Regions from separate parts of the Gossypium hirsutum genome. Here region 1 is linked to region 2. Evidence: chromatin contacts called from public Hi-C data. All regions are on one chromosome and are shown on one strand. Each heading gives the region's core, a stretch centred on a gene start, on an enhancer-like site or on the middle of the called end of the contact. The rest is flanking DNA. Distances are from core to core; before and after follow the strand shown.

The links. A called contact is a pair of places that touch in the nucleus more often than the background predicts.
Region 1: a Hi-C map of hypocotyl shows a contact between it and region 2, with 2.2 times the contacts expected there. The contact joins the promoter of LOC107891348 here to the promoter of LOC107891355 in region 2. A contact is called at or near these places in 6 of 34 Hi-C or Micro-C datasets (hypocotyl, leaf and seedling).

The regions. Positions count from the first base shown.
Region 1 is chrD09:41,231,959-41,235,641 of Gossypium_hirsutum_v2.1, reverse strand. LOC107891348 (H/ACA ribonucleoprotein complex subunit 4) reads left to right here and starts at 1,931. Exons shown (of 1, transcript XM_016816108.2): 1 at 1,931-3,683. The coding sequence starts at 2,114.
Region 2 is chrD09:41,069,623-41,073,305 of Gossypium_hirsutum_v2.1, reverse strand. LOC107891355 (DNA-directed RNA polymerase V subunit 5A) reads left to right here and starts at 1,648. Exons shown (of 4, transcript XM_041100683.1): 1 at 1,648-2,061; 2 at 2,510-2,689. The coding sequence starts at 1,792. It overlaps LOC107891354 (a long non-coding RNA gene), which reads left to right. Exons shown (of 2, transcript XR_001682197.2): 2 at 45-362.

The DNA of each region.
Region 1 (3,683 bases), core at 682-3,181, 160 kb before region 2:
TTGGAAACTAAGGTATTATAAGCAATTGATTTAATAATGAATGCTTTGCGCCAAAGGTTGCCTCAGTTGTTGATTCTACACTTAATTGATTCGCACAACCGGAGTACCCCGTTGCTCTAAGGAATGATCTTCCATTTTAGAATCTCCTCAATTGAAGTTGAAGCCATGATCATTTTTGGAAGCATAGGCCACTGAATAAGAGAGTCTGGGCAAAGCCATTACCATTACCATTACCTTTACCATTCATCTTTTTACTGTTTCTCTCCGTATGCTCTGTCTCTTCAGACGAAATTCGTGACTTCCATGACCTTTTTTTTTTCCTTTCTTTAGCGTCTAATTTATTAAATTTACATATAGTTTATAACACATAAAAAATAAATAGGTAAAATTTAGAAATGGTCACTAAACTATCGATTTTGTTCTATTTGGTCACTCAACTATTAAATTTTTCGATTTAACCATTAAACTTTTCGAAATTAAATATTTTAGTCAATCTTTCATTAGTTGCCGAGTGACAAAAAGTTGACATGAATTTTTTTATTGGTCTAGTAAAAAATTTAATCATTTAATATTTACATATTCTATCGTTTTGATCCTAAATATAAAAAATTTAACAAATTTAACCTTTAATGTTTACAAAATTTGTCTCTTAAATTCAATATTCAAAAAAGCAAAATACTAAACTAATTTCATAAAAAAAAGCTTTAATATATTAAAGATATTAATTTATTTATGTAATAATTAAAAACTCATTAACCAAATCACTAAATAATTTCAGTTTTTTCTTCCTAAATTTTGATTTAAAAGATTTTAAAATTAAATTCTAGCATTTTCGTTTTAATTTTGTTAAATTTAATAATCACAATTTAATCTTAAATTAAAATGTGGTATACCTTTTAACTCTGTTAGGAGTAAACATAATGGAATCTTATTTTTCAAATGAGTTCCACGGCTGTTATCTTCAGTTTGTTTGCAAAGCGGTAGTGGAAAAATGAAAAGAAGGGCTCAGTCAATCCGTGGAGACAAACACAAAACTAATCTAACAAATGTGGTCCAATCAGACCAAGTCAACCAATCACACTTCCATAAACCCAAAAATAAAGTAGAATGTAACTAGAAAAATAATAATTTTAAAATTTTAAAAGAATAAAAGAAAAGTTCCACATTAGATGATTAAAAAAACTAAATCACTACACATATTAATTTTTCAATGAATTATGAAAGCTTAACTTAGAATATAGTCAACAGGAACAAAAAAAAAAACACCAAACTCACCTCTTCCTCTAGTTCTCATGGAAACATGGCCAAACTCCAGTTCACAGTCATTGTCTTGTCTTACATCTCTTTCTCACTTTCACCCTGAACAAAATTGAAGTAAGTATTTTATTAATCAAATAAAAATATTTACAATATGAAACAAAATTTTTATACATTAAAGTCATCAAAAGTTTTTTTGTCTAAAGGTTCATATATGTTTTCTGAGCTATAATAACTTAAATATGAACATTGGATTTTGGTGGTCCGTTTTTGATCTCATAGCCTCTTCTCAATCTGTAAATAGGAGGATAATGCACTTTAGTACACTCGAACCCATGTCCTTGTTTATTGGCAACAAACAATACCCATACCAGTCGAACTAAGATTTAATTGACATTTTTATTACTTGTTATATAGCTATACTTGTTGTAAACTAATACACTCTTTCTAGTATTGCAATGACAAATTTATCTTTACATATTTTTATATAAATTTTAAATAAAAAATTAAAATTAACATATTCATTTAACACAAGTTTAAACATTTTTTTTATCTTTACACTAATAGTCATTATTAAATAAATTTTAAAATATTTTTTTTTTCACTCACCTATAATCTAGTGTAGTTTATAGATTTATTTTAAATATAGAGAGTGAAAAAGAAAAAGAAAAAGGAAATGTAGGAGTAGTAGAAATGGCAGCAGCCCAGCCCATAATTAAAACCTCCAAAACCCTAACCCTATAAATCCTTTCCATTTCCTTTCTCCTTCCTTACCGTCACTTCCTCTCTCCTTCACCCTCCCTAAAACCCACTCAAAAACCCTAATACGCATTCACACACACACACTAAGGCAACCATGTCTGAGGTTGAGCTCTCTCGCTCAGAAAAGAAAAAGCACAAGAAAAAAACCGCGGCTGATGCTGACGCCAAAGAGTCCGACCAAGATTTCATGATCAAACCCCAGACCACCACTCCTTCCATCGACACTTCCCAGTGGCCTATCCTTCTAAAAAATTACGACCGCCTCAACGTTCGAACTGGCCACTACACTCCTCTTCCCTCCGGTTTCTCTCCCCTCAAGCGTCCCCTTGCTGAGTACATCAGGTACGGTATTTTGAACCTTGATAAACCTTCTAACCCTTCCTCTCATGAAGTGGTTGCTTGGATTAAGCGTATTTTGCGGGTCGAAAAGACTGGCCATAGTGGAACTTTGGACCCCAAAGTCACTGGGAATCTTATTGTATGCATCGATAGAGCCACTCGGCTTGTTAAATCCCAGCAGGGTGCAGGCAAAGAGTATGTCTGTGTTGCTCGCTTGCATTCCAAAGTGCCCGACGTGGCCAAGGTTGCTAGGGCTCTTGAAAGTTTGACTGGAGCTGTTTTTCAGAGGCCGCCCTTGATTTCGGCCGTTAAAAGACAGCTTAGGATTCGAACTATTTACGAAAGTAAGCTTCTTGAGTATGATGTGGATAGGCATTTGGTTGTTTTCTGGATTTCTTGCGAGGCGGGTACTTATGTTAGGACTATGTGTGTTCATTTGGGATTAATTCTTGGGGTTGGTGGGCATATGCAGGAACTTAGGAGGGTTAGGTCTGGGATTTTAGGTGAGAAAGATAATATGGTGACCATGCATGATGTTATGGATGCTCAATGGGTTTATGATAATTATAGAGATGAGACTTATTTGAGGAGGGTGATTATGCCTCTTGAAGTCCTTTTGACTAGTTATAAGAGGCTGGTTGTGAAGGACTCTGCTGTTAATGCTATTTGTTATGGGGCGAAGTTGATGATTCCTGGATTACTGAGGTTTGAGAATGACATTGAGGTTGGGGAGGAAGTTGTGTTAATGACGACAAAAGGAGAGGCAATTGCTCTGGGAATTGCTGAAATGACCACTGCGGTTATGGCTACTTGTGATCATGGTGTGGTGGCAAAGATTAAGAGGGTAGTTATGGACAGGGATACTTATCCGAGGAAGTGGGGCTTGGGGCCAACTGCATCCATGAAGAAGAAATTGATTGCAGAAGGCAAATTGGATAAGCATGGAAAGCCAAATGACAGCACTCCTAAAGAGTGGTTAAGAAATGTCGCGTTGCCAACTGGTGGGGATTCTATGGTTGCCAGCCTAGCAGCTTCTGCTGAACCTGCGGCGGTGGAAAAGGAAAAGGAAGATGGAGAGGGGCGCAAGCGCAAATTGGATGACAGCAGTGATAGCCCTGCTCCGGTTGTTGGTAAGAAAGCTAAGGTTGAGGAAGGTGAAGCTGAAGTTGAGAAGAAAGAGAAAAAGAAGAAGAAACATAAGAAGAGTGAAGAGGATGATGATGCTGAAACTGAAGAGGTTGAGAAGGAAAAAAAGAAGAAGAACAAGGATAAGGTTGAAGCTTCTTCACCAGATACAGAGAAGTCTGAGAAGAAGAAGAAGAAGA
Region 2 (3,683 bases), core at 399-2,898:
TTTTTTTTTTTGCTATTTGTTGGTTTCTGTCTTGTTTCTTGCAGGTGGTCTGACACGCGTGGAGGGCCAGCGATTGGCGATCAGCTGCGGTGGGCATGCGGGAGGAGGTGAAGCGGCGTGCGGCGCGCCTTAGGGTTTCTGCCCCTCCCTTTTGCTGAAAATTAGTCGTGGGCTATTGGGCCCTTAGGGTTCAGGTTTAGTTGGGCTAGTGCTGTTGTTTGGGCCTTTCATTTTGGACTGTAATTTTGGACTGTTTAATTTTGGGTTTTTATTATTTGGGTTTATTGGTTGCGGGCCCGAGCAAAAATGGGCTCTTACAATGCTGGTTGCGTGGAAATAGAGAAAAAAAATTACATTGATTACATCGGAAATCCCTCCATTTTCCCCTATGATTATGACTAGAGGTGCTCATGGGCCGGGTGGCCCGGCTCGGCCTGACGGTCCACTCGAAATATGGGAGGGTTTGGGTAAAAATATAAGCCCGAAATATGGGCTTGGGCAAAAAATGAGGCCCATTTAGAAAATAGGCCGGGCCTCGGGCACCACTTTTTTTGCCCGGGCTTGGGCCCGGCACGAATATAATAAATATATTTTTTTAATTTTTTTAATTTTAAAATATTTTTAAAATAAAATTTAAGTGTTTTATTAAAAAAATGGGCCGGGCCAAGCTCGGGCTTAGAAATTTTTTCCCAGGCTGGGAATAGACAAAATCTCAGGCCCATATTTTGGGCTGGGCCCGGCCTAGGATGTGAGCTAAAATTTTTTCTGGGCCCAGCCCATGAGCACCTCTAATTATGACCTCAATCTTATGTATGATATATAAGGCATCATTTGTGGGTTATCTAAAAGCTTGAACTCGTGACCGCATAACGACCAGTTATTGGCCCTCGGTTTATACTCGAACCCATGATCGCATTACGATCTCCGATTGGGACCTCCACTTAGACTTTGACCCCTGATCTTATCAAGCACAATCACTCTGAAACTAGATTTCTCCAAAATAGGTTTTTAAGGTGATAATTCTATCCCGCCACGACATATGAAATGTATGTGTTATGAGGCACATTATCATATCCCCGACTCCTCAAAATTACCTCTGAAATTCCCCGGTTTTAGTTGAAAACCCTAAACTCTTTTAAAAAACCCTAAATATCAAAATATAAAAAATCTTAACCCTGATAGAGAGAAAAGGAAAAAAACGACCTATTTCCTTAAATTTTAAAAAACTTATAAGCCTAATTTAAAAAAAACCAACATAAATGCCTAATTTAGTCATGATTAAAAGTATGTTACAAACATGTATTACCTAATATGATAAATATAATGAGCGCAAATCATTATGACTCTTACCGGTAAATAGATTATCTTTTATCTAATATAGAGTTTATTGTTGAGGAAAAGGAAACTTTTATGATTATTTTTTTATCTATTTATTTTTTTTAATTTAATTTGAACAAATATAATTAATCTAATTCAACTCAAATTTTATTGAATAAAAATTTTAAATTAAATTTGATTTATAAAATTTATTAATTTAAAACTTTTTTTTTCACTCAATTTGATCCAATCATATGTTGTTTTGGCAAACGGCAGTTAATGGATTTGGGTATAAATCAAGGGCTGAAGCCTTGGACAAGATCTTAAGCCCAAATTAGGACATCTACAAGACTACTACAACTGTAATCACCCCTTCAAAAGTAAGACTACTGAGACGGTCGAGGAAAACGAAGCGGAAGCGTCGTTAAGTCGTGTAAATATTGAACTCGTAGACTGGTTGAAGTAAAAGCGAAAATGGAAGGGATTGGATTGGAAGGAGATGGGTCAAACGGGGAAGCTCTTGGGAAGTGCTTGAGTGGGTTGGTGGACGATGGTAGCACCGAGAGTCATCGATACTACCTGTCCCGGAGAACTGTGCTGGAGATGCTTAGGGACAGAGGCTATGCCGTACCCAACACTGAAATCGACCTCTCTCTCCATGAATTTCGTGCCATTCACGGCCAAAGCCCTGATTTTGATCGTCTCAAACTCTCTGTTACTCATAAAACTGACTCTTCCAAGCGGGTATTCTTTGTTCTCTGGGCTTTGCTTTATGTTCTGGTTACTGTTTTTTGTATACGTTGCATGATTAGATAAGTATCCATTCATTGCATGTTCCTTTAAATTGTTTAATATAATTTTCCTCACTGAAAAGTTTGAGTTTAGATTATATCAATTTTGAACCCTATCATTTTCGTTTGGTGAAAAAAAGAACATGCTTCGTTTATTTTCTTTTTTTTTTTTTATACAATGATTATTAGAACTATCCATAACTCTTCCCCAGCCCCTCGAACCCAATACAGATGCCAACCGAGCTAAGTCAGCAGAAAGTTGCGTTTATTGATTTATAAGGGGAATGCCAAAAGTCAAAAGATGTGATGGATTGTTAATTTCTGTTGCTTTTGTCTTGAGAAGTGATTCTTTATTCGTTAATCAATGTGATCTGCAATCTGATGAATGACATTTTTCGTAGCAGACGCTGGTAGTTTTCTATGGGCCTGGTGTAGTTAAAGTCAGTGGGATTCGGCTCATTGCTGGTCTAATTACTAGCAAAGAAACTTTGACGGGGTTGATATTAATCGTGCAAAACCACATAACAAACCAAGCTTTGAAAGCTTTAGACCTTTTCTCTTTTAAGGTGGAGATATTCCAGGTAAAAGCTCTAATACTAGTCATGTCTGTTGTTTCCATTGACATTGGTCCTCTAAATTCAATTTCATGCAAGAAAACCATTTTCTTAACCAAAAGCTTCGTCCTCCGTCCACTCCATATTGTGCACTTCCTTCATGGCTGTCCATGCTTCATAAAGTTACATCCTGTGAGATGATTGTTTTCTGGCTCATATTATTTGTTATTGTTACTTATAAAGTGGTTAACATTTGCATATGAAGGATGAAAATCTAATCAGAGTACTGCATTTGGTTTGCTTCTGTGAGTAATTCAATTTTGGATTTTTTGAAATGATTTAAACATTTTCTTATAGTTTCTGGGGATCCTGCATGCTGATAAAAGCTGACACACTTGTCTAGGATTACATTGTGAGAAATAGTGGTTGTCTGCAAGGGACATCCATTTTGTCTAACATGAAACTTCTCTTGGCTATCTTTTCTTCATGTGTTTTGTGCTAACCACAATTATTATGTTATTATACACTGCTAATACTAGTCATAGGTAATAAGTCATTTAATGTATTGTTATCAGCTATTTGAAGCTTACAAAATGTATTACAGTCGCAATTTTCAACGGACCTTATATATCATCTGCCAATTGTGTCAAGTTAAAAGGAATTTTGCTGACATTGATTCTCTCTATAAGATTCAAGTTTCTTTCCTTGCAGCAGTTGCGCCACCAAATCAAATAAATTTGTGAACATAGATATAGCTAATCATCTATAGAATGATTGGCATAATCATTTGAAACGTGTTACTTTGGTTTTTCAGTGAGAGGCTGGGGTGGAAGGGATTAGGATGAAGGGAAAGAAATTCTCTATTTATTTAACTAGTCTAATTGACTACCATTAACTATTATTAGTCTATGGAAACCGGTTAATATTTCTCATTGTCATTCCATCTTACATTAATATGTATTCCCTCTTCCTTGTTAAATCTGAGATGGATAAATTTGTAACTTTTGGGGAATAAAACGGT